2 separate regions of the Mus musculus genome follow, and region 1 is linked to region 2. A link is a contact called in public promoter capture Hi-C data. All regions are on one chromosome and are shown on one strand. The core of a region is the stretch at or near the end of the contact, and the rest is flanking DNA. Distances in the headings are between cores, read along the strand shown. Region 1 overlaps Galnt14 (polypeptide N-acetylgalactosaminyltransferase 14). Region 2 holds the start of Capn13 (calpain 13).

The links. Promoter capture Hi-C pulls out the DNA fragments that hold promoters and counts their contacts.
Region 1: a promoter capture Hi-C map of pre-B cells shows a contact between it and region 2, with 2.5 times the contacts expected there. The contact joins the enhancer-like site here to the promoter of Capn13 in region 2. A contact is called at or near these places in 9 of 39 promoter capture datasets (the 3T3-L1 cell line, 3T3-L1-derived adipocytes, the C10 cell line and 5 more) and 3 of 9 other capture datasets (adipose tissue, liver and pancreatic islet).

What each region holds. Positions count from the first base shown.
Region 1 is chr17:73,659,531-73,666,092 of GRCm38.p6, reverse strand. The region is part of intron 1 of Galnt14 (polypeptide N-acetylgalactosaminyltransferase 14); the gene reads left to right. Among named protein-coding and RNA genes, the nearest start is that of Gm46602, 4.7 kb to the left of the region's middle. Within about 2 kb of position 2,647, at least 8 of the 459 cell types and tissues checked have an H3K27ac peak or open chromatin away from gene starts, as enhancers often do. A contact at or near this core is called in pre-B cells, where this site is marked.
Region 2 is chr17:73,395,395-73,402,276 of GRCm38.p6, reverse strand. It overlaps Capn13 (calpain 13), which reads left to right and starts at 2,981. Exons shown (of 23, transcript NM_001033444.2): 1 at 2,981-3,104.

The sequences.
Region 1 (6,562 bases), core at 1,398-3,897, 260 kb before region 2:
GGTGCCTTGCCATCTTCCAGATCATGTGACCAGATGTCACTAACCCAGACAAGCCATCCTTGACCATTCTTCCTAACGGAGGCCACATTCTGCCTTGTTATTTTCTATGTTCGTCTGAGGTTTCTACCAGTTATTAGAAGTCATCTTAATTTTAGTCTCTTGTATTTTACTTGTCTCCCTAGCTACCCTTCTTAGCACATTCTCTGCAAATCTATATTGAGTTGAAGACATTGAAAGGCTTTTGGAGGTTGTCCTGTCTGCAGGCTGTGCACCCATGGCATTGCTAGCTTGCATCTAAAAGTCCACAAGTACCAATCATTGCTTGGAAAGAACTAAACAGTAAGCTTCACTCATGCGTTCACTAATCCAGCCCCCTTTTGTGGTACTAGGGACTCAACCTAGGGCCTTGTGTAGGAAAGGCAAGCTCTCTACTCTTGAGAGATGCATCCTTGCTCCCCACTGGTCTTCTTTGATCCACACAAGATAAGTTCGGTGAGTATCAAACCCTCTGTTTTTTTCTGTTACATAGTCTGTTTCTTCTATACATATATACTTATCTCAAGTTTAATTTATGTATTATGCAAGGAAAGGGATTAACAACTCGCCTCAGATCTTAGTGGCCTTGACATATGATTGATTGTTTCTCTTTTCTGTCAACCACTTCTACATTTGTACTTAAAGGAAACCATTTCCTCTTTTGCCCCCAGGCTTCTCCTTGGTGTATTTGAGTTGCCAGCAGTGATGCTTATGTATTTCAAGCCCATTATTAACTGAAAAAAAATCACTTGAACATCATCATGGCAATTCTAAGGCAGCAAGCTGGATACCATGATGGCTCCTGAGTTACTAAGAGCGACAGCCTATATGGCAGGGATGCTCTAAACACAGGTGTCAATTGCATCCTGGGAGCGTGTGGAACATGTGTGCAGCAGAACAGCACGCAACGTAAAACACATCATTTTCTTATCTCTGAAATCTTCCATTTAATGTTCTAGGACCTTAGAATAGTTATTGGTGAGATTACATACCTGGCATGTTGAGGGAGGGAGAGTTTCAACCATGACAGGGAATGGTGTGGAGTCAGGAGCCTGAGGCATTGGCTATATTGTCTTCTTGGTCCAGGACAGACATAGGCTTCAAACATCTCAAGGTCTTCCTCCAGGGGCCTACTTCCTCCCATGAGGTTCCAACTCCAAGAGGTTCTACAAGCTTCCAAACCAGCACCAGATGGCTGGCTCTAGGGGAATGTTCAAACACATGAGCCTAGAGGATACATTTCACATTCAGACTACAATAGGACATCTTGGCTGGGGTAGCTGAAACCACTGATTCGGAGCCACAAATAAGCTGAGAATTTCTGTTAACACCTTTCATATGTCATTAAATAAAAACTGATTCAGCTGAAGACATTACTAAACTGAGAGTGTCTTTCCTTCTGTGTGGCTTCTTAGTTAACATATCATATGAACACTGAAGTGGGTTGATTTCCTTCCATTCTTGAGGAAACCACTAATAACCTTCATGGAACGCCTATCATCGTGGCTGCAGAAGCTGAGATTTAGTGGGATGGAGATGTCCTCAAGGTCACATTCTTCGTCTGTGGAAAGGCCCCAGGAAGACGGGAAAGGCCGGGGTGTTCCGAGGCTAGACACTGTGGTGATACAGAGCCTGGCTGTGAAGACAATGCAGGGACCTGTTCAGGAGTGGTCCTTGGCTGTGGCCTTCTGCTGATTTTTGTGATTTGAAAGATGTGATTCTTAGAAGGTAGCAGCAGGCTGGAGACTTCATATCTGAGTCTGTGAACAAAAGGTGTGGCCAAGAGAAGAGAGTGGTCCCTCTGTCATAAAGGTCCTACAGTGGAGACCTCATGACCAGGTGGATTTGACCGAGAGCATATGGCACTCGTGGGCTGGAAATGGTTGCTTCACTCAGAGAAAAGGTAGCCCAGAAGAGTTAATGAGGGGGGTCACAATCACAGCCACAGCCACAAACACAAAGGAAGTGGAGTGTTCTAATGAGCTTCCTCCAGTGGAGTGGGTAGACAGGAAGGGACAGTGTGACAGAGACAGCTAAGCTTGGGGTAGAGCTAGTGTTTCTGGATCCTGTCGCTTTGAGTAGATCCGTGTCCAGACTGGGGTGTTGGCATGAGAGGACAGCCCTGCTTTAACCAGTGTGGCTTCTGCCATGCTCCTGAGTCTTGCTGTGACTGGGGGGTCTTTCTTTTACCTCTTGACTTGAAGTTGAACTCTCCTCCCACTGTTTTTGGGAGAGTTTGGGGTTCCTGAAGGTTATACTTGAACACCAAACTCCCCACTCTGAAGCCTGCTTCACTTTCTTGCTATCTGATGTCAAAATGTTCAGGAGGTCATGGATTGCTTTTGGAGATGCCTAGGAGATAGAGAAGAAGGAGTGGAGACCTCAAGTTAGATTCCTGGTTAGATGAATTAGTCTGACATGGTTACATGGAATCAGTGTGTGTGTGTGTGTGTGTGTGTGTGTGTGTGTGTGTGTGTGTGTACACATGCTTTCATGCAGGTACCTCTGTCTGCCTATGATTCTGGCAAGTAAGCAGTTCTTGATTTGAATTGTGCATCTGAGTCCTCTGGTTGGCTAGCCCATCGAGGGCTCTTCTCAAACCCCAAGTCTTCCTGTTTCTGATATCAGCTTTCTGTCAGGGCATACTCCCAACTCACCAGTTTCTGTGGTTTCATGCTTTCCAACTCGTGGTTCACAGCCGAGACCCTGACCTTATCTGTCTTATCTCAAAGGCTTACCACCTCTCTCAGCCTCAGTTCCACTTGGAGACTGCTTTCTCTTGGTAAGATGGAGGGTAGCAATGCATATTTCCTGGCTTTCTGTTGTGGATCACATGAGTACCAAATGTGAAAAAAATGCCTCTCATGGGGCTGGGCCCAGGCTCATGGGTAATATGAATTTTCCAGGGTTGAAATTCTGGGTTGGAGAGGAAGGCTGAATTGAGAGAAATGGCCTCTGAATCCAGGGTTCTTTATCCTCTATTCTGACATTTGTGTTTGACCTCTAGAAATCTCTTGTCCTAAATCCCCTCCTCTCAAAGCTGCCAATCCCTGATCCCTCAGGCTTGCAGCAAGATTTTGCAGAGTCCTCTTTACTTTTACTAATTTAGCCTTCTCTAACAGCATGTGCTGTAGGCACCAAGGCTACAGAACTGCCCTGTTCTCAGATGTCACAGGAGAGATGGGCCTAACTTGGCCTGGGGACCAGAACCAGTCCATGAGGCATGCTCTGGTGTGGTAACATTTAATCAGGGACCTCACTTTTACTCCAGAGAGGTAGCAGAGCTGAACCCAGTTAGTTTGGATTCTGTGCATGTGGCTGGAATGCCCACTTTGTGCCAGGCTTGCAGTAGTTACTGGGCAGAGGTGAAAAGTGGGCACAAAATGAGATCGGATGAGCCCCCAAGGGCCTGAGGATCCCCAGACCAAGCTGTCTTACCATCTTCCTGCTACTGTCTGTTTTCTTTAACTGGATCTGACAGCAGGAAATGATTAGACTGGACAGCTCGTTAAGGATCATCGATTGACTACATCCCCATCATCAGGTGCCTTGAAGAGAAAAGCCAGACTATGGTACCCATTGAAGAATACTCAGTTCTACTCCAGGGAGATGTGGGGTTCTGGATCTCTGTATCTTCCTGGTCATTAATCCCATCGTTTGTAAGTATGTAAGCCTGCCTACAGATTCCAGTCTGACCCCTGTTATGATCAGTCTGAAAATGGGTGGAATAGAACAGGCAATCGTCTCAGTATACCTGGCTGTTTCTAGGTTTATCACTGAATAGCCTGAATCCTAGAAAATGCTGGGTAAACTGAACATTCAGTTACCCATCATCATCACTGTTGCTGTCATCACCAATAACCATTGCTACCACCATCACCATCATCATCAGCACCACCAACATTTTCTTCATCACCATCATCACCACCATCACCACCATGATCATGACTACCATCGTCATCATCATCATCTCTCTTTCTCTTCTTTCATTTCATATTTTCCACATGCCAGTATGTTGAACCTTCATGAAGTAGATTGTACCCTCTAGAAAGCTGAGGCATGAAGGTCAAGGTCATAGTTCATTCATCCCATCAGGTCTTCTATTCTTACATATTCTTAACATCCAACGAATGCTCAAGGCTCAGACCAACTGTCTGCTAAGACTCCCCTAATCCTCTGATCCTGGAAGTTGGTTTTCTTCAAGCCTCTACTTTGTCCTGGTTTGACCTGTAGCATCATCTGTGACTGACTCTTTGGTTGTCAGAACCTCTTATGAGTGAGACCAGCCTTGTTCTTTACTTCTCTCATGCCAAACTTCTAAGAGCTTGGACTGCTGTTCTTAAGTTTCTACAACAGGACAGCCTTGAAAGCATCTCTCTTACTCCCATGAGACTTCAATGACCCACTCATTCTACCTGCCATCCAATGCCCCTCTTGTGGTGTATCCCCACTGGACAGAAAGCATCCCTCTTTCCCACTGTTGGGACTTTCTGAAATCTCCTATCTGCACAGGACCTTGTCTTGTCCTAGGTCCTGCCATCCTTGAGACTTCTGTTTATCTATAGCTGATGCTTAGGTGGTTTTTCTAGGATGGCCTGTCATTAGTCTAAGGTTATAGAAGTCTTTGCTCTTTTCCCTATTAACATGACAACCTTTTAATATCAGTTTGAGCATCCCACAGCTGGGAAGTCAGATAGACCACTGAGAATAACATCTTGCACTCCAAAGGCATGTATAAGTGACTTTTGGATAGGGTGGGCTCGATTAAAATCAAATTGATTTAAATCATGATGTGAATCACTAGTCAGGAAGAGTCGATTAAATCAATACTTTCCCTTCAAAAATGCATTTCAGTTTTGATACAATTTTAATGCACAGGCTCCCCAGCTCTGACAGAGATAGATGCGGCTTTCATTTTTAGGAGTTACATAGCATGCATTTTTAAGCTGTGATTTATTTTGACATTTTCTTGAATCAATTTTGCAGCCACGTCTTGAGTTTTGAGTGATGACTTGGTTATTTTATTTACCAAAGCTAATCAAACAAATGTGTATAATTTCCTCAACAAAATAAGCATGTGCACTTTCGAATGTTTAACTATTTCTGGCTGTAAATGTAAAAATGTGTTTTTGCTGAGATAAATTAGACTGTTTCAGACAAACCCAACCCCAAACACTTGTGCCAGGATATTTTGGGAGTTAACCCAGTCTTTGCCACCCTACCACGCTTATTTACAAGTTGGGAAGGAAAGGGAAGCTTTTCTACACGTATTTACAAACTATTTTTCAGAAAAGACTGAATTGCAGTCCCCTTCTTTGGAAACCATGCTTCTTCCATGCAAGAAGTAGTAGCTGCAGTTATAGACTTGACATCCATCTTAGTCATGGTTGTGGGTCTCTGTGTTTGACTTCTGCCAGCTTCTGGTATGACCTTCCTCATGTCTATCGGCCCCTCCTGTTACCAACTGAGCCTTGCTATATCTGAAACTAAGTTTTCTTCACTGGACCAGTTGAATTTTATTTTCAGAAAGTGTTTATACATCAACCCCAAATATTTGGTATCAGTCTTATCGCTGCCGAAGGGTATCCTTCCTTCAGCCTCAGGATGCTGGAAGTAAAGAACAAGGCTGGCCTTGCATGTTTCCTAAGAGACCTGGTGAATGTGTGTGGATTTAGGGATGTGCTGGTATCTTTTCCTGAATCTCATGTTGTGTTCAACCCCATGACTTCCCCAATTACGACATAGCTGCATCTATTTTTTAAAAAAAGTGAACCTTCCTTTTTTCCCCCATCTTTTCATACCCCTCTAAGCCAACAGTTCTCAACCTGTAGCTTGTGACCCCCAGGAGTCACATGTCAGATATTGCACATATCAGATATTTACATTACGATTCATAAAGGTAGCAAAATTACAGTTACAAAGTAGCAATGAAATGATTGGTTGGGGGTCACCACAACACGAAGAATTTTATTAAAGGATCACAGCATTAGGAAGGTTGTTCTAGGAAAACAGAGCCCTAACCTGGTTGGAGAGAAAACAGGAATGGCCTAGTCTTGTCTTCAGATGAATTATTTGAAACCTAAGTGGACCACACGGGTCTCAAAGCCAGGCAGGACCACATGCTCTGAGATACCTCGAATGGGATGTTCATCACAATCATTCCTGAATTGGATCATTTCTTCCTTTTATATTATTTCATGCCAACTGTTATTTCCCATTTCTTCAAAAAACAAAAATAAGAGCCCAATTTCAGCTACAAATGGCTGCCTATTGCTTATTTACAGCTGACCCTTGCTGGACTCTTACAGAGAGGTGCTCCAAGCTCTGTGGAGTAGACACCACATGGCTCTCTGGCTGTGATGCTGGAGGTAGAGAAGAAACAGTGACTTTCCAGTTAAATGTGCATTTTACACAATTGATCACTGTAAATATATCCCCTGCGTGGCTTGGGCTACACGTATGCTATACATTTATTAATTATGTATGTATTTTAAATTTTTGGCAATGGTGTCCAGCATTTTACCCA
Region 2 (6,882 bases), core at 1,732-4,231:
GTCATGTGGAGGTCTATGGTCTCTGCTGTCGCCTGAAATCATGTCCATATGCTTTGCAGCCACTGGAGTCCATACTGATGTGGGCTGCTTGAGCTGACACCTGAGGCCATGTTTGTGGTCCAGGCAGCCTCCAAAGGGCTTGTCTGCTCTCCCCCTTTCTCCTGTGCAGCGGGGGTGGGGGTGGGGGGTGGGGGGGTGGGCAGGGAGGGAGGGAGGTGTGTTTGTGGTCTGTTCTGTTGCTAGAAACTTTGTGGAGGCCCCAAATCCATGTTCCCACCGATTGTGGAGAGCAAGAGAGCTACTTAGGCTGTGATATCAATGACTGAGGGTCCACAGTTGAGAGGGAAGGACAACCCCTACAGTGTCAACCCCTACACCCACCCCACTCCACCTCCAAAAAGTAACAGCCCAGACAAGAAGCCACTGAAAAGAACCCTTAGATTGTGTGTCAGAGATGTTGAAGTGTATGTCTCCATGGCTTCTGGCAGAGGTGTGGGAGGGGAAGGACTGTTTAAGGGGCTGGCCACTGAGAGTTTGGCCATGCTCCAGTGAGTTTACAGATAACATAAAGTAGAGTTGGTTTTTTGTTGTTGTTGTTGTTGCTGATTTTTTCTTCTTTTGGAGGTGGGGAGATAACAAGCACTGGGGGGTGGAGGGGAGGCAGGGGGTTAACATGGAAGAACTGGGAAGGATTTATAATCAGGGTATGTGATGTGTACTCCCGGAGAGTCAATAAAAGTGTTATGTGGAAAAGGGGGCAGAGGGTCAAAGTACTGGGGTCTACAGTTATGTGTCCTGAGCACAGCACAGAGCGGGGTATAGGAAGCAGTGGTTTGTGAAGGGATAATAAAGGGACACAGTGAGAAAGTCCAACACAGAGCTGAAGGACTAAGATAAGAAGCTAGGAGAAGGAGCTAGGAAAGGCTGTTCATCTTGCACTCAAGCTTAGGCATGTGGAGAGCTGGCTGTAGACTGGGTCATTTACATGGTTAAGGAGGCTTTCAGGAAAGCAGTCTTTCCTTGGGAGGTAGGCTGACTCAAGAACTCTAGCCTGGGCTAAGTACAGGATGTAGCTCCTAAGCCCAGCCTGTCTCTGTTTTTATTCTGCCCTATGTTTCTTCTACAGGTTATTGAGCAAAAAAAAAAATGTCACAAGCACAGATGTGGAAGCAGCCATGACAGGGACAGCCAAGCCACTGCAGGAAGGATGGTGACACAACAGGCCATGGAAAACATAACTTCTTCATTCAGATTCTAGGGAAAGAGCCCCCAGAAGTCCAGGCGTGGCCACCACAGGATCTGTGTGGCTGTTACACAAAGATTATGACAGTGGTAGAAGGGGCTTCTAGAACCTTCGTACACAGCTGCCACCATACAGAGGAAAGGGATGGCTATGGGACCTCCCACTTGGGGACCAATGGGCTGCATGTCACAGCAGGTATCTGGTAAGGAGCTTGCCACATTCTTTTTGAGCAGGAAGTCTAGTTAAGATTTAATGGGAAGTGTCATCTGTTTTATAGCTTCAGAACAGAATTCTCTAGAAGCAAGGATCACTGAAAGCTGGCTGCTAGGGTTCATACAGGAAAAGGGAGGGAGACTACAAAGAGTCAAGAAGCCAGATTAGCAAACAGCCCCTTCATCTCAGCCATTCTAAATTCTCACAGCTGGACTATCAGCAAAAGGGACTTATCTTCTGACATCAAACACTCCATCAGGGGACATTTCCCTTTGAACTCAGTCACTCAGTGAATACTATAAGGACAAGGACTCTTGCTTTTAGGAGTAAAAATATTTCATGAAATGAGAGAAGAAGATCAGTAAGCCAGAAAAAAATAAACCAATTATTTTCCTAGAGGCACTATCTTAATATATGGTGGGGCTTTCTAAAACATTTTCTCTCTGCTCTTTTTTTTTTTTTCTGATATTGATGGCTTTCAACTGTTTTTAACTGCGTATTCAATCAGTAAAATTATTTGGAGCATGTACCACAAGCGTGCCTTTTTGTGCACTCTTATTCATAGTTATAGAAAGTGTGCTGTTTGTTGTGTTTTTTAGTGAAAATTCTAATAGAGCGTGCCCCGATAAACAAACAATATTCATTTCATTGATTGGTAAATTAAGGCTTAAGGGAAGGGGCTTCCCTAGATCTGCTAGTCAGAAGTTGTAGGGATGGTTTCAAGCCCACTGTAAGTCAAGCCATGACCAACCTTCTAGCTTACCCACTCTCTAATCTGTCTCCCATGGGCAGTCTAAGCCACATCTCTCAAGTGGTCACATTCTTCCTTCCATGTTCCAAATCCCCTTCTTCCCATCCCTATCAGTTTGCGAACAGACGTTCGTGTTCATTTCTGGTGAGTTCCACGTTTGTCCTTCCTTGCCCATTTTTCCCCATTACCTCCTATAACCCAGGCTGAACTGCAGTATCAGGGTTTTGCAACCAGGAGGCATGAGCTTCCCAGGCCCCATCCATTTTCCCACACTCCATTAAGCAGAGTTGATGCAGAGTCCATTTGCGGGTCTCACCATGCCCAGGGGTTAATGTATTCTGAAATTTATTTGTAAAAAGAAAATGTGTTCTTCAGCGGAAGGAGCATGAGATGTGACTTGCTCAGAGTGACCACTCCTGCCAGGGAAGACAGGGTGCTTGAGCTTCCAGAATGAGGACATAGGAGAGCTGTTTCCCTGGTTTTGTAAAATTACAGGAACAAAGTAAAGATGGAGCCATGTGAATACTCGAAAACAGTGAAAATCCAAGTCAGGCAGGCAAGAAATCAGTAGGTGTGTCAGAAGTGAGGTAGGATCAGGTAGGGATGGAGTCAAAGAGACTGGTAATCTGGGAGATCTCCCTGTTGAAAGCTAATACAACCCCCCCCACCCCCGTTTCTGTCTCCCCAGAGCCAAGGCTGAAAATACTGTTTAACTAAGGTGGGGCTGCAGTGCCAGCTGCACCTATATAAGGAAGTAACTGAGAGGAAGAAGCAGGCAGAACCTAGTACTGCCAGTTCCCTTGTATTCCCTCCAAAGGAACAGAGGTCTCCTCCACCGTCCCCTCTACCTCTCTCCAGGCCTCAAGACTGCTTGGCCAGTACAACTGCCTCATACTGGTGAGTTTCCTTCAGGAACACTGCTCAGGGTGCTACTCTATTGGATGCACCTGCAGAGGACACAGGTGAAGTGCAGGCAGCCATCTCTCAGGCTCTGGACCGAGGGAATCCTCCCACCATTCATGAACCTATGTGCTTCCCAGAAACCTTCCTGATGCTGGTTCTGGGTGCTGTGCCAGGGCTATGATGCAGGATTCAGGGGCTCTAAAAACCAGGCCTTTTCTATGCACCAAGTTCAAAGAGATTGATGCTTGGAATACTCAGGGGGAGGGGGAATTATGGTCCAAATACATGGTATTGAAAATCTATTTTCAACTTTTAGAAACTATTAGAGACAAACAGAAGATGAGTTTCATAGAGAAGCTTATCCCAATTTTGCCATGGGTCTTGGTCACTTAGTCACCTTTGCCTTTCATTCATACAGAGTCACAACCTTGAAGTTATGGTTGACCTTAAGAACATTCAGATGACAGAAATCATGACTTTCCTTCTCCTTCTCCTTCTCCTTCTCCTTCTCCTTCTCCTTCTCCTTCTCCACCTCCTTCTCCTTCTCCTTCCCCTTCTTCACCTCCTCTCCTTCTCCTCCTCCTTCTTTAATCTTTCTTTTGTGCCTACACAGGTATAAATATATGTGCTTGTGTGTGCACAAAGTTAAAAGGTCAATTTGATGTCTACCTTATTTATTTACTTATTTATTGTGTGTGTGTATGTGTGTGTGTGCATGTATACAGAAACAAGGGACCAACTTTAGATGCTTCATCAGGAGCTTCCTGCTTTGTTTTATGAATCAGCATCACTGGAACCCAACACTCAATGCTTCTGCTAGAACAATGGACAGTGAGTCCCAGGGACCTGCCTGTCTCTGCCTCTTTATAATCTCTGTTAAGATAAGTATATGTCACCAGGCCCAGCTTTCTACATAGATGCCAAGACTCAAAGTTGGATCCTCATGCTTTTGTGGCAAGCACTGTACTAACTGCCTAGCCCAGTAATCATGAGTTCTGTTTCCACTGATGATAGCTCCAGCAGTGTAGTTATTCAGTTTGTATTCACTAAAGGAAAGCACAGATCCCAGACACTGTTTTCTAATAATCTGGTGTACTAGCCCTAAGGTTGAAGTTGGGAAAGGTCTGAGCTCAACACAAAAGGCAGGTCACTACCACTGTGGAGGTTCTGGGAGCCTCCATCACCTCCTGCAGTCATAGTCACATAAGTGCCTCTGAGGCTGCTGAAGTTATCCTGTCTTAGAGATGTGATGCTGTTGTCAGGGAGACACTTCCAGCTGCTTAGGTCAACCTCAAACTTCCCAAATTAGAACAAAGGCAGATTTCGCTTTATGCTTAGAATGGAGTCACAAAGGACAGGTAGACCTCTGTTTATCCCCTAGAGGCATTGACTGGATCTTTAGTCAGCATACTCTCTTGAATTTCCCTACTGTGTACTGAGGCTCCACCCCATTACTTCCTAGGGAGAGGGGAGGCACCAGGAATATACAAAGTCTTATTTATGACTATATGAATGATGGGGTATAGTAAATGTGCTACTTGTGTAATGGGCAAGTGTTTAAAGTAGTGTAAGCTCATTATTCCTAATTTGTAGATGGAGAAGGTTGCTGTTAAGCTCCTACTAAATGTAATGACAGATCTAGAGTTCTGTCACATCTTGTTTTGTGCTCTGGTTCCTTGGTTGTGTTGAGTGACCCTCTTAAACAAACACCACAGTAGAGAAGGCTCCACAGGGAAGCGCACAGTGGAATGGCTTCCTCATTGGCACCAAGGGCAAATTTTGTGCCCTTCGCTGTCTTATCTGTTGGAAGTGTTCCCGTTTTCTCTTCACTTCAGATGTGATAGCCTTCCTACCACGTCCCTCTCAAGACTGAAAGTTTAGGTGAGGTTGTAAGCAAAGGATTTAGCAGTACACAGGTTGTGATTATTGCTCAGGAAAGCTGAGTCCTGTAGTGAGTGTACTTTATCTTAACCTCCCTATGAAGTGGCTACTGAAAATGATTAAGTGTTACAGTACTAACAGGTTAGGAGCTACCATCCCAGGGCAGCAAGAGTGAAGGCAATGGGAAGTAACAAGAGAATGACGGGAAAAAAGAAAGCCACCCATCCTGCTTCTCTTTACAGAAAGACATGGCCAGACACTTATCATTGAACTAGTTGTAGATCCTGTCTTTCCTTGCATAGAGACGAGGAAACGTGAAGCACACTTTGGCTCCCCTACTTTCCTTGGTCAGATGAACTCACTTTTCTGCATGCCTAGCTGTGTTATCTCATTCCTTGCCCTACACTGAGAAACCTATATCTAATCTTTGAGGGTTGGCACCTCATCCGAGTCCTGAAGCAATTAGCAGAGGCACTTCCTTGTCTTTGGTAGAAAAAGGAAACCAAAAAGACTGAGTATCTTAGTTTTTGTTGTGTTGTTGTGAAAGAATACTCTAACAAAAGCAATTTAAAGTGGGAAAGGAATTACTTTAGATCATGGTTCAATTCAATGTTATTGTCCCTCATTTTGGAAGAAGTCACAGCAACAGGAACTTGAAGTTACAATTCACATTATGTCTACAGTTGGAGGATGACAATAAATAACTGTGTGTTAGTACTCAGCTAACTTTTTCTACTCTTGTACAGTCCAGAATCCTCTGCCTAGGGAATAGTTACACCCACAGTGGGTGTGTCTTCTTACTTGAATTAAGATAGTCAAGATAACCCTCCATAAACATACCCAGAGGCCCATCTCCCAGGTGGCTATAACCTTTGTCAGCAATACAGTTGACAACAACCGTTCATACTCAGCACAGAGGTGCATGACTGAAATGAGCCATCTTCCAGAGTCTGAGGCCCCCTTGAGCTATATAAGATCTGTCTCCAAACAAAACAAAACAGACAAACAAGAAAGTGACAGAGACAGAGAGAGAGGCAGGGAGGGAGGGAGGGAGGGAGAGAGAGAGAGAGAGAGAGAGAGAGAGAGAGAGAGAGAGAGAGAGATTAAGATTCTCAATTCTCAAAAGACAAGATAACATGTAAGTTCAAAAAGAACTAAGTGATCATTTTGATATTTTATTAATTAGCAAATAAGGATTCTGTTGGCATGATGTTAGCAGGTTATTTCCCAGGGATCACCTCTTTCACCCCTGAGAGAACCATGAGGGTTTCAGATAGACGGGCCTAGACCATGCCCTGAGTGTTTGGAACAAGTCAGCTGGTGTGCATACCAAAGCTCTAAAATTTCACACAGTAGAGCATGCAGCAAGACAGCCAAAAGAAATCCTCGGGCTATAAGAAGCCCAGAGTACAGTTTGGCTTCTCTGCCATGCTCAAGACTCTGCCCACCCTACCCCAACCCATATTCACACCCCCTTTTGAGACATAATCTTCTTTTGAGACTTAATCTCGTGTAGCTCAGGCTGACCTCAGACTCTTGGTTAGGTACGTAAAGATGGCTTTGAATTTCTGATCCTCCTTCAAGTCCTGAAATTACAAAAAGAGATTACAGAAAGCACTGCCATGCTAAGTTTACCTAAGGTTTTGTGCATGGTAGGCAAATGTTTTACCAACTGAGCTGCATGCTCACCTTCATCTCTGCCTCTTGAATAGTGTTGTCTAAAACACAGTACATAGAGAGAGAACCAGCAATCAAGTATCAGTAATAAAGGAGACACAGAGAGAGTGAGAGAGAGAGAGAGAGAGAGAGAGAGAGAGAGAGAGAGAGAGACTAAGACACTCAAAGCAGCATTACAGCATTTGACTTCTAAGAACTGGGAGCTCTTCAGGAT